2 separate regions of the Canis lupus genome follow, and region 2 is linked to region 1. The links are chromatin contacts, called in public Hi-C maps. All regions are on one chromosome and are shown on one strand. The core of a region is the stretch at or near the end of the contact, and the rest is flanking DNA. Distances in the headings are between cores, read along the strand shown.

The links. Hi-C and Micro-C count contacts between places; a contact is called where the count stands out from the background.
Region 2: a contact with region 1 is called in a Hi-C map of blood, with 12 times the contacts expected there. The contact joins the promoter of TRPC4AP here to the promoter of ACSS2 in region 1. A contact is called at or near these places in 3 of 9 Hi-C or Micro-C datasets (amygdala and blood).

The regions. Positions count from the first base shown.
Region 1 is chr24:24,437,845-24,444,894 of UU_Cfam_GSD_1.0, forward strand. It overlaps ACSS2 (acetyl-coenzyme A synthetase, cytoplasmic), which reads left to right and starts at 4,221. Exons shown (of 19, transcript XM_038572092.1): 1 at 4,221-4,398. The coding sequence starts at 4,221.
Region 2 is chr24:24,618,400-24,624,908 of UU_Cfam_GSD_1.0, forward strand. TRPC4AP (short transient receptor potential channel 4-associated protein) reads right to left here and starts at 5,064. Exons shown (of 19, transcript XM_038572091.1): 1 at 4,696-5,064. The coding sequence starts at 4,863. It overlaps LOC119865658 (a long non-coding RNA gene), which reads left to right and starts at 4,998. Exons shown (of 3, transcript XR_005377786.1): 1 at 4,998-5,353.

The DNA.
Region 1 (7,050 bases), core at 2,971-5,470:
CAGCCTGCAGTGTACCGGCAGGTGGGCGGTGCGCGGTCCGCACAGGGCCTGGAGAGCGGTCCTGAGAGCGCGCGGGGGCTGGGGTGGGGGTGGAGAAGAGCGCTGCAAGCGCGACCTTAGCGGCTAGGGACACTCTATGCAGCCCAAGGGCCAAACCCCTTCCTCCGTCCAGTTTGAGCCAGAATCCTTCTCAGACCCCAGACTCTCTCCTCAGCCCACAGACCTTCTTCCACTGACCGCGAACCCGTCCTCGGCCCCAGACTCCTCTTTGGACTTTGATCTCAGACTCCTCCTCCGACCCCAGACCCCTCTTTCAATAGACTTGTCCTTCACACACACACACACACACACACACACACACACACACACACACACAGTCCTACCCTTACTTCATCCCCAGACTGCTTCACTTAGAGATTCCTCCTCAGATGTCTCTCCTCGAACGTCACATCTCCCCCCTGACCCCCAAAACTTCTCAGATTCCTCTTTCAATCAACCCCTTCTAGGACCCCTACCTATTAGCATAGGACAGTGAGTCCAAACTTGAGTGTGCGTTAGGATCTTTAAAAGCAGACCCCCCCCCAAAAAAATAAATAAAAGCAGACCCCCAGATTTCTCTCTAGAGATCATGATTTATAGGCTGAGATGGGGTCTCTGGAATCTGGATATTTACCGTCATTTTAAGAGGTTTGGTGTGGCCAGGGAGGGACACTTGGAGAGAGAAATAATGGTGGTTGTGGTATGGCAGGAGTGGGGTGGAGTGTGTGTGTGTGTGTATGGGAGGGTGATAAATGGGAGAGAAATGTATCTCTGTAGTCTAGGTGTCTGCGTTCTATTCCCTGTGCTACCACTTACAAACTGTGATATTAGGCAAGAGATTTATTTTTATTTATTTTTTATTAAATGGATTTAGAACCTTTTTTATTTTATACCAAGATTATTTCAACCAAGTAGAAAATGCATACATATATGAACAGAATGCAGAAAAATAAATTTGACAACACTATGCATTTAGATCAGTTTTCTACAAGAAACTCATAGATAAATTAACTTTAAAATTCCAAATAAAATTGCTTATCAAAAATTCAAATCAGTTAAAAGTGGAAGCTACTTCAAAAATGATTATGTGGCCCCAACAGGGCTTAGTGATTTATTCAGTGGTTATTTCTCTCTTTGAACTCTAAGATCATTCACTGTACCAGAGGGGCATTCTAGGAGCTATCTATCAAAGTTGCTAGCCTTAGTTTTTTACCAAAGACATAATTTAGCAATCTCAACATATGAATCCAATAGACTAGAAAGGAAAATATCTTAATTAGCTAAGATTAAACAATAAAGGTAGCAATAACATCTTTGACTACTTGATCAGTCAATAAAGCTATATTAAGCACTTATTATGTGCCAGGCTCTATGCTAGGACTGGGGATACAATGGTGAACAAAAAGATATAATATTGGGGCCCCTGGGTGGCTCAGTGGTCGAGCATCTGCCTTTGATTCAGGGCGTGATCCCAGGGTCCTGGGATGGAGTCCCACATCAGGCTCCCTGCATGGAGACTGCATCTTCCTCCGCCTATGCCTCTGCCCCTCTCTCTGTGTCTCTCATGAATAAATAAATAAAATCCTTTAAAAAAAGGTATTAGGCAAGAGATTTAATCTCCTGGAGTATCAGTTTCCTCATCTGTAAAATGGAGAAAATAATAGTATTTATCTCAGATAGTTGCAAAGATTAAATAACATGTTAGACAGTGCTTAGTATAAGATGTGGCATCTACTCAATAAATGCCATAATTATGATTATTGTTATTATTATTTCCTTAATCTCATGAGTTCTCATCTCGTCCAACCCAGTCCATTCTCTTCCCACCCTGAGGAATTCCAGCTACATTATACTTTACATGACTACTCCATCTCTAAGGATGGCGGGGCTCCCTCTCTTGTGAGGCCTCTTGCCCGAATTTCTATTGCTGCATAGTCCACAGGCAGAGGGAAGGGGCTGGCCAAGCTCCTGGGCACACATCCTCTCCTTCCCCATCCCCAGGATCTAGGCTCACAGGTAATAACTGCGGAACTGTGAAATTCTACAATAGGCCCAGCAGTTGCAGTGCCATCTGTAGACAGCAGGAGGCAGCAGTGTATTGAGAACAGCTTTAGGATTTAGGAGAAGGGTTTGGGGAGGGAAGAGAGGAGAGGGCTGACCAGAGCTCAGGGCTGAGGAAGGAAGGAAGGAGAATGACTGTCTATATAGTAGGACTGTGTGTCCATTGCCTGTGCCTTTCTCCCTACAGAGAGGTTCTCCTCAGAAGGTCTGTAGGGCTTGTTATGCTTCAGTAAACTCTGACCTCACCCTGTAGCGCCTCTCTCCACTAAGTGAGGTCAGTGCTCCCTCAGTGGTGTCCATTTCCTCAGCGTAGTGAGAAGCCCCTTGGTGGGATTTGAGTCTTCTAGTGGGGTCTATGTCTCTTTAGTTAAGTCTATATCTTCTGTATCTCCTAAGAGGAAGTCCATGTCCCCTCAGTAGAATCAGAGATTTTCAATGCCATTTAGGCCCTATTAGCAGGGTACACAGCCCTTCAGTGAGATCTGACATCCCTCAGCAAGATCTGTGTTCCCTTAAAGGAGTCCCTTCAGTAAAGTGTGTCCCCCTTCAGTGCAGTTAATGCCTTCTTGATGAAATATCTGTCTCCTCAGTGGGGTCCATGTCTACTCTATGAGTAGGAGCCCTGAGACTTTCCTTTCAGAATTGGATAGGTTCTAGATAGTAGGTCTGACCATGGGGAGTTTTTTTTCTCAGTTTAGGTTGTGTTAGACTTGTGGTCAGCTGGGCAAAGAACAAGGGAGTAGGTGGGAAGAAAGCCTGGGCCAGATGGGATAACAAGCCCTGTGTAGGCTTCAGGAGGTGAGGTCTGCCTTCTTTGACCCTCAGAATTACTCTTGGAGTTAGATATCTAAGGAGCTTTCCTGTTTTGATAGCTTATTTTGTCAACTGATGGGTGAGGTGGGCCCTTCTTGGTGGTGAGTGTAAGTGGAAGATGGAGGGTGCTGCCTGGCCTCACTTTTCTGGAGTAGAAAGGATGGAGGGAAGCCAGAAGTAATTGAACCCAGTTGTGCCAGGTGGGAGAGGTTTCTTGAAGTAAAGAGATTGGGAAGGAAAGAAGGGTGTGAGCAATTTTTTCTGTTTTGCATAGACTTTAATATTTTACAAGTATTACCTTCAGCCTGATAAGGGGAGTCAGGAAACCTAGGTTTGGCCCTAACCTGGTTGTTGTTTGCTCTGTTGCAAAAGTTTTTTCCTTTCCCTGAGTTTACCATTTGTGCAATGAGGAGGTGGGTTCATTAGCAACGACCTGAAGGGCCTCCTAGTCTTCACTTGTCTTGTAATTTACCTCTGGATGGAAATTTGCGGAGGCAGGGAGAATGAAGAAGTAAAAAAAAATCTGGGCTGGGGTGGGAGAAAATCTGAGCTGGTCCCAAGGTTAGCAGAGAGGGCATCCTGTCCCCAGGCCGTGCCCTCAGCAATGTGGGAGGAGTTTTTCCTGGGGACAGAGGGGAAGGGTTTACTCAGAATTGGGGAATAGTTCTCAGAGGGGAAGGCTGTCACCCACAAAGGACCCTACTCCACCCGGCTTTCCAACTCGGTGGGGTGACAGGCTTGTGCAATCAGATCACGGGGCGGCTCCATTATGGGCCTGATCCAACTCCTCTCCGTTGCCCAGTTCTTTCCGGCTCGAGCCCCGCCCTAACCCAACTTCTCATCTGTCACTCCAAGACCCCACCCGACCACGGTCACTCCATGATCCACCCTCCTCTCCTGTCACATCCAGCCTCGCCACTCCCCGTCACTCCATGACGAGAGGACCCACCTCCTCTACTGTCACGCCTGGCCCTTCCCCTCCTCTGTCACTCCAAAATTCCACCTCTCTTGTCACTCCCGGCTCCGCCCCTTCTGCTCACTCTACGGCTCCACCCCTTCCGCAGTCAGCCCCGCCCCTAGCCCTCAAGCAATATTCGACTTCTCCCTATTTGCTAGCCCTGGTCCCGCCCATATCGGGCGTGGCCCCGCCCCTCCAAGCCGTCCACTGCCGGGTCTGCCTCCGCCCCGCCCCCGCCCGCCTGCTCTCTCCTTCTCGCATAAGGCCCCGCCCCTCGGCCAGCCTGTTTTCCTCGCCCAGGCGCTAGGAGCGACGGTGAAGGCTCTTACAGCTCTTGGAGCTTGACGCTATGGGGCTTCCGGAGGAGCGGAGCCGGAGCGGCAGCGGGAGCGGGGAGCGGGAGGAGGCTGGAACCCGGAACCGGGTGCGGAGTTGGTCTCCGCCGCCCGAGGTCAGTCGTTCCGCGCACGTCCCGTCGCTGCAGCGCTACCGCGAGCTGCACCGGCGCTCGGTGGAGCAGCCGCGAGGTGAGGCGGGGCCCGGACGGCCCTGGGCAGGGTCAGTGAGGGGAGAAGTGGGGTTTCCAGACGAGTGAGGAAATGGGCGCTGTGCGTGGGGAACGAGGGTTTCGTGTGGAGATAGGGGTTCCTTAAAAAAAAAAAAAAAAAAGAGATAGGGGTTCCTTGGCGGAGTTGGGATTTCCCAACTCCGTGAAGAGATGAGGTTCTTGGAGGAGATAGAAAAGGAGTTCCGGGAGGACTCGGGGCTTCTGTGGGGAGGAGGAAGGTTCTGTGAGGAGCTGAGGGTTCTCTAGGAGTTGAGTTCCTTGGCAACTTGGAAATTTCGTGAGGAGATGGGGCTTCCTTGAGGAGAGCGAAAGTTCCACGAGAAAAGGAGAGTTCCAAACACGAGAGGATGGGTTCTCAGAGGTGAAGGGGCGCCTTGAGGGAAGAAGAGCCACACAACTTTCTTTGCTCACTTGCACGCCAATTCAACTGTTGCCTCCTCACACCTTTTACCGTGTGACTTAGTCTCAACTGTTGAGGGTCAGTAGCCGGTCTGGTTCCCATCCTGGGGTCCCCTAAATTAGTAACGGAGTCCCAGATCTGCTTTTCATGTTTCATAAATCCCAGTGAAAATTACGCAACGTAAGACTGAACAAGTCACTAAAATGCCACGTTTAAAAAAAAGAAGTTAGGCTGGGATTTTCATAACTCAGAAATTTTGAGATAGGCCTCTGTCTTTAAGAATGTGTGAGGAAAATTCTTTGCTCTTGCCCTCAGTCCGGGTAAGGGGTCAAGGAGTTGGGAGGCAGCACTGTGTTTGATAGTGGGATGAGCGTGGGCAATGAATCAAACCCAGAAAAATCTAGATTTAGATCCTGTGTCTACCGCTCATTCACTGTGTGGTCTTAAGCAGTTTTAAACCTGTGATTCCTTTTCTTGTCTGCAAGATGCAGATAATACTTGCCTCTAGGTTTGTTTGAGGTCTAAAGCAGGTGATGAGTGTTACGTTATTGAGTGCCTGATGCACAGTAGGCATTCAATAAATGGTGGTTAGTGTGATAACAATAAGAACAACGTGGACAAAACAATTACTGAGTAATGCAAGACAGGATTGAATCAAGCGTGGAGTGGTTGACTGTTACAGGCAGTGTCCAAGTTTGAATCCTCAGACCTGTTTTCACTTCTCTTCCTTCTCTATATTTTTTCCCCATCATGAGTTCATTTGTTTTATGTCTATTTCTATAATAATAACTTCTATATATTTACCCCTGTGCCCAGGATCCCACTTATGCGTTGATCCCAAATTTCATAGGTCTGTAGACCATTTTATTCACACACCTTGATGTTAGACCATATTTAACATGACTGTGACTGGGATTTACCAATTTTCTCTCCCAAATCTGCTTTCATCTTAATTTTCTAATCCCTGTCAATGGCAGTATCCCAAACTAAATCTCTTTCATCATCTTCTCCTCTAAAAAGATCTATCAACCATAGATAGATTCTTTTCTATCTACATATCTCATTTAAGATTATTTACTGCATACTCAGCACACATCCTGTTTGATTTGATGTAGAGACTGATATCCCCATTATATAAAGAAGAAAACAAGCATTGGGAGGTTAACTTGCACAAGGTCACAAAGCTACATAGCAGTGGATCTGGGATTTGAACTAAGGTAGTCTGGACTACAGAATCTATACTCCTGATAGCTATACTCTTCATTTTCCCTGACCCCACAGTCTGAACAGACAGAATTTCACAAAATTCTGTTAAATACTCTTTCAAAATGTCTCTGATTACCTTTTCTTCCTTTCCCGCAGAACCTTTTAATTCAAGGAAGCAGCCTCCTAATTGGTTCTCCTGTCCCCTGGGCTCATCCACCTTCAATCTCTCTTTAGAGTTATCTAAAATAAAAACTATTATATTGATATTCTGGAAATACTACTTTCATATGTCACTTCAAAAACTTTCAAGTTCCATGGTTCCTCCAATTTCAGATTAAAATTCTACCTTTCTTTCAAGGTCTGGATAATTAGCTTTACCTCACTTCTCTATTCTTACCTCTTGCTATTCCCTACCACACCTTTTATTCTAGACAAGTCATTCTCATTGATATACTGGATACACAAAGGTTTTTTTCCTATCTCCTTGCCTTTGCCTATTTCTTTCTGCTCCTCTCTACCTAGTCAAATTCCACCAATTCTACACAACTCCCTGATCATTCAGTCCATGCTCATCTTTTAATCTTCTGAACTTCTTCTGTAGTTAGAATATGTGTCAGCAAAACCTCCAGATTTCAACACCTCCACCAAAACAAAACAAAACCCCCCAAAACAAAACTAAATGCTCATAATACTCAGTTTTCTTCATTCTTATTGATACACATAAATGTGGTTCATAAATAGTTTTACCTAATCTATGCCTACTATTATCACTTAAAAATGTTTTTGAGTATATACATGTACTTGATGTAGTTGTAACAACCAACCTGATTGTGTATACTGGTTTCTAGCTATGTGGTCCTTGGGAGAGTTTCCTATGTTTCCTGAGCTTTGGTTTTCTTTGGTTTTCTCATAAGAGTAGGATAATTAATGTGTACTTCATAGGGCCATATAAAGATTCATTGAGGCCTTTTGCTTCATTGCATCTGAGAGAGCAAGATGGGTCAC
Region 2 (6,509 bases), core at 3,814-6,313, 180 kb after region 1:
GACACAGGCAGAGGGAGAAGCAGGCCCCATGCACCGGAAGCCCGACGTGGGATTCGATCCCGGGTCCCCAGGATCGCGCCCTGGGCCAAAGGCAGGCGCCAAACCGCTGCGCCACCCAGGGATCCCTGTGTCCACTTTAATGGGATTTGTTTTGTTTCAATATAGTTAGGAGTGAATTTTATGGCTTGTAAATATAAAAACTTCCTGTTAAAATGAATAGTATTTATTATTTTTAATTTATGAGAATTTATCCTATCCTGGGGTTTTTCAATCCCAAATTACCCTTGACAGGCAAGACTATATTAACTTAAACCCTTAGGTTTCACAAATACTAATGCATAGGCTGAGGCTAAAACAAGCTGTGCCTACTGAAAAAGAAAAAAAAAAAAAAAGGCGTCAATCTCAAGAAAAAGCGTGAACACTCATGTAGAATTTAGATATGCCAGTAATCATAAAGAAAGCAATGACTGTGATTTGGGAAAGAGAATGAGGATGCCATAATTTAGTTTGTCATCATACTGCCAAACAAAAGCACTAGCTCTAGGGGTGGTGGGTCATGACCTGTGTGAGTTACTCTGCGTTGAGCCCAAGGCTTGCCTATTGTATCCCTTTCCCTCGATTCCTACTGATTATGCAGGTCTGGTGCATCCACTGTAAGGAACATGGATTTGATTCTAACTGCGTGGGATGCCCCTGGAGGCTTTAAGCAAGGCATTTGTCGGGGTTTTAAGATTGATTTTATTCATTCATTCATTCATTCATTCATTCGAGAGAGAGAGAGAAAGAGCACATGCACACCACCGGAGGGAGGGGCAGAAGGAGAAGCAGACTCCCCTCTGAGCAGGGAACCTAATGTGGGGCTAGATCCCAGGACTCTGGGATCATGACCTAAGGTGAAGGCAGACGCTTAACTGACTGAGCCACCCAGGCACCTCAAGCAAGGGATTTGTAGGATCTAATTTACCGAAAGGATCAAATGTGCTGATAAATGTACAAAGGATCCATAAGTACTAAAGCATTACACCAGCATTACTTTTATTACCTTGACAGAGGACAAATTAAATGGGAGAAAAAGTAAGACACACTAAAATCCACCCAGCACAGGTCTGTTCTAAATCATGTGGTCTGCAATCTTCTCCCAGACTTAAGAACCATTTAGGGAAATGGGGAAGCCTTGGGGAGAATCAGGTTTGGTGGAAGAGGAATCAGGAATTTTGACATACTATGTTTGAGATGCCCACTAGATATTTAAGTGGAGGTGCTGAGAAGATATTTAAATATACCCATCTGGAGCTAACGAGAGAAATCTGGATGGAAATCAGATTTAGGATCCATTTAGGATATAGAGTATTTGTTAAACAATATTCGCTAACCTTTATAGCATGCTTACTATGTTTTAAAACACTATTTTAAGTGCTTTATATGTATAAACTCACTTGATCCTTACTACAATCTTACAGACTAGGTCTCATAATTAGCCCTACTTTACAAATGAAGAAACTAAGGCATAAAGAGATTAAGTAACTTGCCCAAACACAGACAGCAAGTATGTACCAGAGCTGGAATTCAAACCTAGGCTATCTGACTCTAAAAACTCTTTAAAGCCATGAGTTTAGGAGCAGAGACAGGATTGAGGAGGAGGAAGACTGAGCTCTCACAAACAGTATTTCAATTCAAACAATTTTCTGAGTCCTGGATATCAAGGGCCTAACACTGTTTCAGGCTCTGCAGACACAAAATCCCTTAAGAAGCCCAGTCTAATAGCTACAAGTTGACGGCAACTATTACTGAACATCTACTATCTGCCTCACGCTGGCCAAGCTTTTTAGACATCTGATGTTACTTACTCTTCCGAACACCCCTACGAACATCAGATTCCCTTTTTAGAAATAAGGAAACAGAGGTTCAGGAAGTTTAAATAACATAACCTAGGTCACTCAACTAGTAAGTAATGGAACTAGGGTTCAATCCAAGTCCAGCTTTCTTCAAAGTCTGGTCTTCTTCAAGGAAATCCTGTTACATGCCACAATATGGACAAAGGACATTAAGCTAATCGGAATAAGTTAGTCACAAAAAGACAAATATTGTTTGATTTCACTTCTATGAAGTACAGAAAGTCATCAAATTCCTAGAAACAAAAAGTAGAATAGTAGTTGCCAAGGGGGTGGGAGGGGAGTTTTTTTTAATGGGAAGAGTTTCAGACTAACAAAGTGAAAAAATCCTGGAGATCTGATTCACAACAATGTGAATATGCTTAACACTACTGAATTGTACAAGTAAAAAATGGGTAAGATGGGGGTTCAGCGGTTGAGTGTCTGCCTTTGACTCAGGGTGTGATCCCAGAATCGAGTCCCGCACTGGGCTTCCTGCATAGAGCCTGCTTCTACCTCTGCCTGTTTCTACCTGTCTCTCTCTCTCTCTCTCTCTCTCTCTCTCTCTGTCTTTCATGAATAAATAAATAAAATCTTTTTAAAAATGGGTAAAATGGGAAACTTCATGTTTTTTGTTCATCACAACTTAAGGTTTTTTTCCAATCTGGTCTCTCCCAGTATACTATATACCATAATGGACCTGCTTACTGTGATATGGAAATGCCTTTGAGGAAAGAATTTACCTCTAATGTGGGGAAAGGGAGTGTGGGGGGCAAGGAAGAGATAAAGTTACCAAGAAAGGATACATTTGAAAGATGAAATTCCCCACTTTATCATCAGGAGAGTTTTAGGAAGATCTCTCCATCCTACCTCTAAAAGAGCTTTCACACCTGCATACAACTACTGATTACCACAATAATCAGCCTAAACCAGGCTCAAGAATATTCTAGCACCCTTCTATCTGGTGAGCTTCTCCAATCCTCTCCCATTCCAAGTCATCCAGCACTGCAAACAAATTAAGTGTCCTAAATTGCCTCATTTATTACGGCAAATGACTTCTGTGGCTCCCTACTGCCCTCAGAATGTAAAGGATTTGCAAGATGCGTGTTGAGTAGGACCTGGTGGCTCAGGAGTTGAGCGACTGCCTTCCGCTCAGGGCGTGATCCCAGTCTGGGGATGGAGTCCCGAGTTGGGCTCCCTATGAGGAGCCTGCTTCTTTCTCTGCATCTCGCATGAATAAATAAAATCTTAAAAAAAAAAAAATGGGTGTTTAGTAGATCACCTAAATTTTCTGAGCCTCATCTGTGTTGAGAGGAGTCCTGACACCTCATTCAAAAGACTGAAGATTAAATGAAGACATTGTATACTTGCACAATCTTTGATCTGAAGTAGGTACTCAGTGAAGGTGAGTTAGCTCCCTTTCTGCCTGTCTCTACAACCCAGCTAGGTAAAGCATTCTGGTTTAAAGAGCAAGTCTTTCCAGGATGTGAAGGCAGATAGAGAAGAACGCAAGGGGGAAAAAGTTGCTCAACTATGATTATCTGATGTTCAGGAAAATACTGCTCACCCAGAACTGGTTCTTCATCTGTAACCCACTAACACAGAGACCACCTAGTTTTTATCTTTATTTTGTCCTGTTAATGATAGGAGTAATATTGAAATGGCTATATAGTAGTATAGTGTGAAAAATCTCACTCCCAATCCCTCCCCCATCTACTCAATTGCCACCCACTCCACCAACCACTTTATTAGTTTTTTGTGTATCCTTCAAAAAGTTTTTATATGCAAAAGCTGTCTTTAAATTAATTTTTTTACAGGTGTGTTTGCAACCTAAGTTCTGGGAATGAAGGGGGTGGGGGGTAGCGAAGACCCTAGGTCTCTTCATCCTGCCTTACCCTAAAGCAGTGTCCTTCATTCATTCAAAAAGTACTAATCATATATTGGGCCCCTATTATAAGCCAGATACCAAGTACAGCATTAACTGATTATCCTTCAAGTCTTACTAAGCAACAAAAATGCACTTAACGCTTTACACAAATTCTCCATTGATCCTCACTGCACCTTAGGAGGCAGGTTACTAATTATCAGCTCCATTTTACAAATGAGAAAACCGAGGCACCAAAAGGTAACTTGTTCAAGCAAGGCTCTGAATCCAGGCCTGACTCCAAAGTCCTCGCTCTTAACCATGACGTTCGACGTCGGCAAAACAGATACAGTCCCTGCACCCCTTGGAGCTCAGACGAACATGGGATACAGGCGAGAAAAAGGGTAGACAACAAAGAAATATGTAATTACAGACTAAGAAAGTAATGTGAGCGAAATGAATTCAGGGCTGTGACTGAATAACAATGGGGACCTATTTTGGAACCGGGGTGGGGGGTAGTGTCAAGCAAAGGCCTCTCTGAGAGAATGACATTTATGATAGGCTTGAGAACCGTTCGGGGGCTGCAATAATGACCCACCGCCCAATTCACGGGGGAGAAACTCGAGGCCCTTAGAAGCTAAAGCAAACTCGTCCAGGGTCTCCCAGATGTGTAGACGTGGCGCAGGGTTGGGAGGATCCAGGAGCCCGGCCCCGGGCTGGTACACGCCATCGATGCCCGATGCAGCCCAGTGCCGCACGGCCCCTAACCGGGCCCTCCAGCCGGCTGCTGCCCACCGCCCCGCGGCGGCTGACAGCATCCGGACAGCCTGCAGGAAGGCCCCGCGGCCAGCCAAGAGGGGTCGGGCCCATACTGCGGCGGCCTGGAAAGGCCTCTTCTCCGGCCCCCCGCCAGCTCCCGCCCGGTCCGCCCCGCCCCGCCCCTCCGGGCCGGCTTCGTACCTGCACCGCCCGGACCAGGCCCCGGCCGGTCAGCTGGCCTTGCCGCAGCTGCAGCAGGATGTTGCCAGGCCGCGGCCGGCCGCCCCATCCGCCCCAAGCCGCTACCGTTGCCGCTGCCCGTCGCCCTCGGCCGGCCCCAGACCCAGCAGCCGCCGGCGCCGCCGCCATGTCTCCTCGTCCGACAAACAGGAAGCAAGCGGCCCCGGGGCCGCGGAGATTTCTACGGGACGGCGGAGGGGTCGCCGCAGCGCCCCCAGTGGGCCGACGGCGGAGGCGCAAGCCGCGTGGCAGGGGCCGTGCGCGCCGCGGGGCCTTCTGGGAAATGTAGTCTTGCTCGCTGGCGGGGCAGGTGAGAAAGACAGATGTGGAGTTTTCTGAGCACTTGCTTTTGGAGCCGCTCGGTCCAGCATTTCAGCGAGGTGCCCCGAGGTCAAAGACAAGTTCTGCGTGCGCATTCTCCCATTTCTTGCCTGTTTGGGGAGGTTACAGCCAATTGGCTAGGAAAAATCCTGGGCTCCAGTCCAGGAATCAAGCTGCCTAGCCTGATTCCTGCCTGCCTCTCTCGGCCTCTGACTCGGTGCAGAGGGACCTCGGCTCTCTGCCCCTTAATTTTCTTTTAGTTCCTTCGATCAATAGCTCCTGGGAACGTGTTCAGCCGGTAAGTAGTTCCTAGGGGCCTGCTCTGTGCTCGGCCAGAACCGGTCACTGTGAATACAGTGGTGAGCAAAACAGACTAACTAGGTCCCTGTTTTGGAATGCAGGCTACAGCAGAAGACAACAAAATCCATGCAGAAATAAATTGACGAAGTTGTGTAAGTGGGTAGGTTGTGAAGTTAAGTGAAATAATGGAAAGGGATCGGTAAATTATGACCTCTTATCCTTCGTTAGAGGAAACTTGTCCTAATTTCTCCCCACCAGACAATATGTTCTCTCTACTCTGAGCCCATGTAATCATTCTTTTGGCAAGCCTCTGTGTCAGAATTGTATTGTTGCCTCCCCTTTTCCTTTCCTAAAAGGGGTCTTGTACCATTAATGAAAGAATGCCTCGGTGTAATGCAATGAGGAATGGTGGAGATTGTGTCTTATTTATCACCCAAACCATAACACTTTTAAAAGAAAAGAGACACAATTAATAATTATGCTGGGACAGCAGGCATGGTGACCATTATCCCAGTTTGCCCCATACATGCCTGCTGTTTATGTTACAAGACCCCTCCCAGGAAAGGAAAGGGGCAAGCAACAATGTCCATCTAAAATGATTGGTCTCTACTGGCTTCCAGCAGATAGTTGCTGGAGCTTCTGGTTTTTCCAGAAAAGCCAAATATCTGGGTTTTTATGTGAAGTTCCCAAATTTTGAAAACTCCACGGACCAAATAAAACCCTGTCTCTTTTTGACCACTGGAACAGGAAGACCAGAAACTGGTCCATGGATACATGGAAGTTGAGCATGTGGTAAAGAGGATATTTCAAATCAATAGGGAAAAAAAGAAAAGCTTAGGTCTTTCGCTTCACACCACATTCTAAAATGAATCTCAGACATATTAAAAGCTATATATAACGAGGGCACCTGGGTGGCTCACTTGGTTAAGCACCTGACTGATGATTTTGGCTCAGGTCATGATCTCAGGATGGTGAGATTGAGCCTGAAGTCAGTTCAGAACTCAGCAAGAAATCGGCTTGAAGATTCTCTCCCTCTACCCCTCTCCCCACACATGTGCATGTGTGTGTGCACACTCTCATTCTCTCTCTCTCTCTCTCAAATAAATAGATAAAAGCTATATATAAAGTGAAATGAAAGTACAGTTCTAAAACTA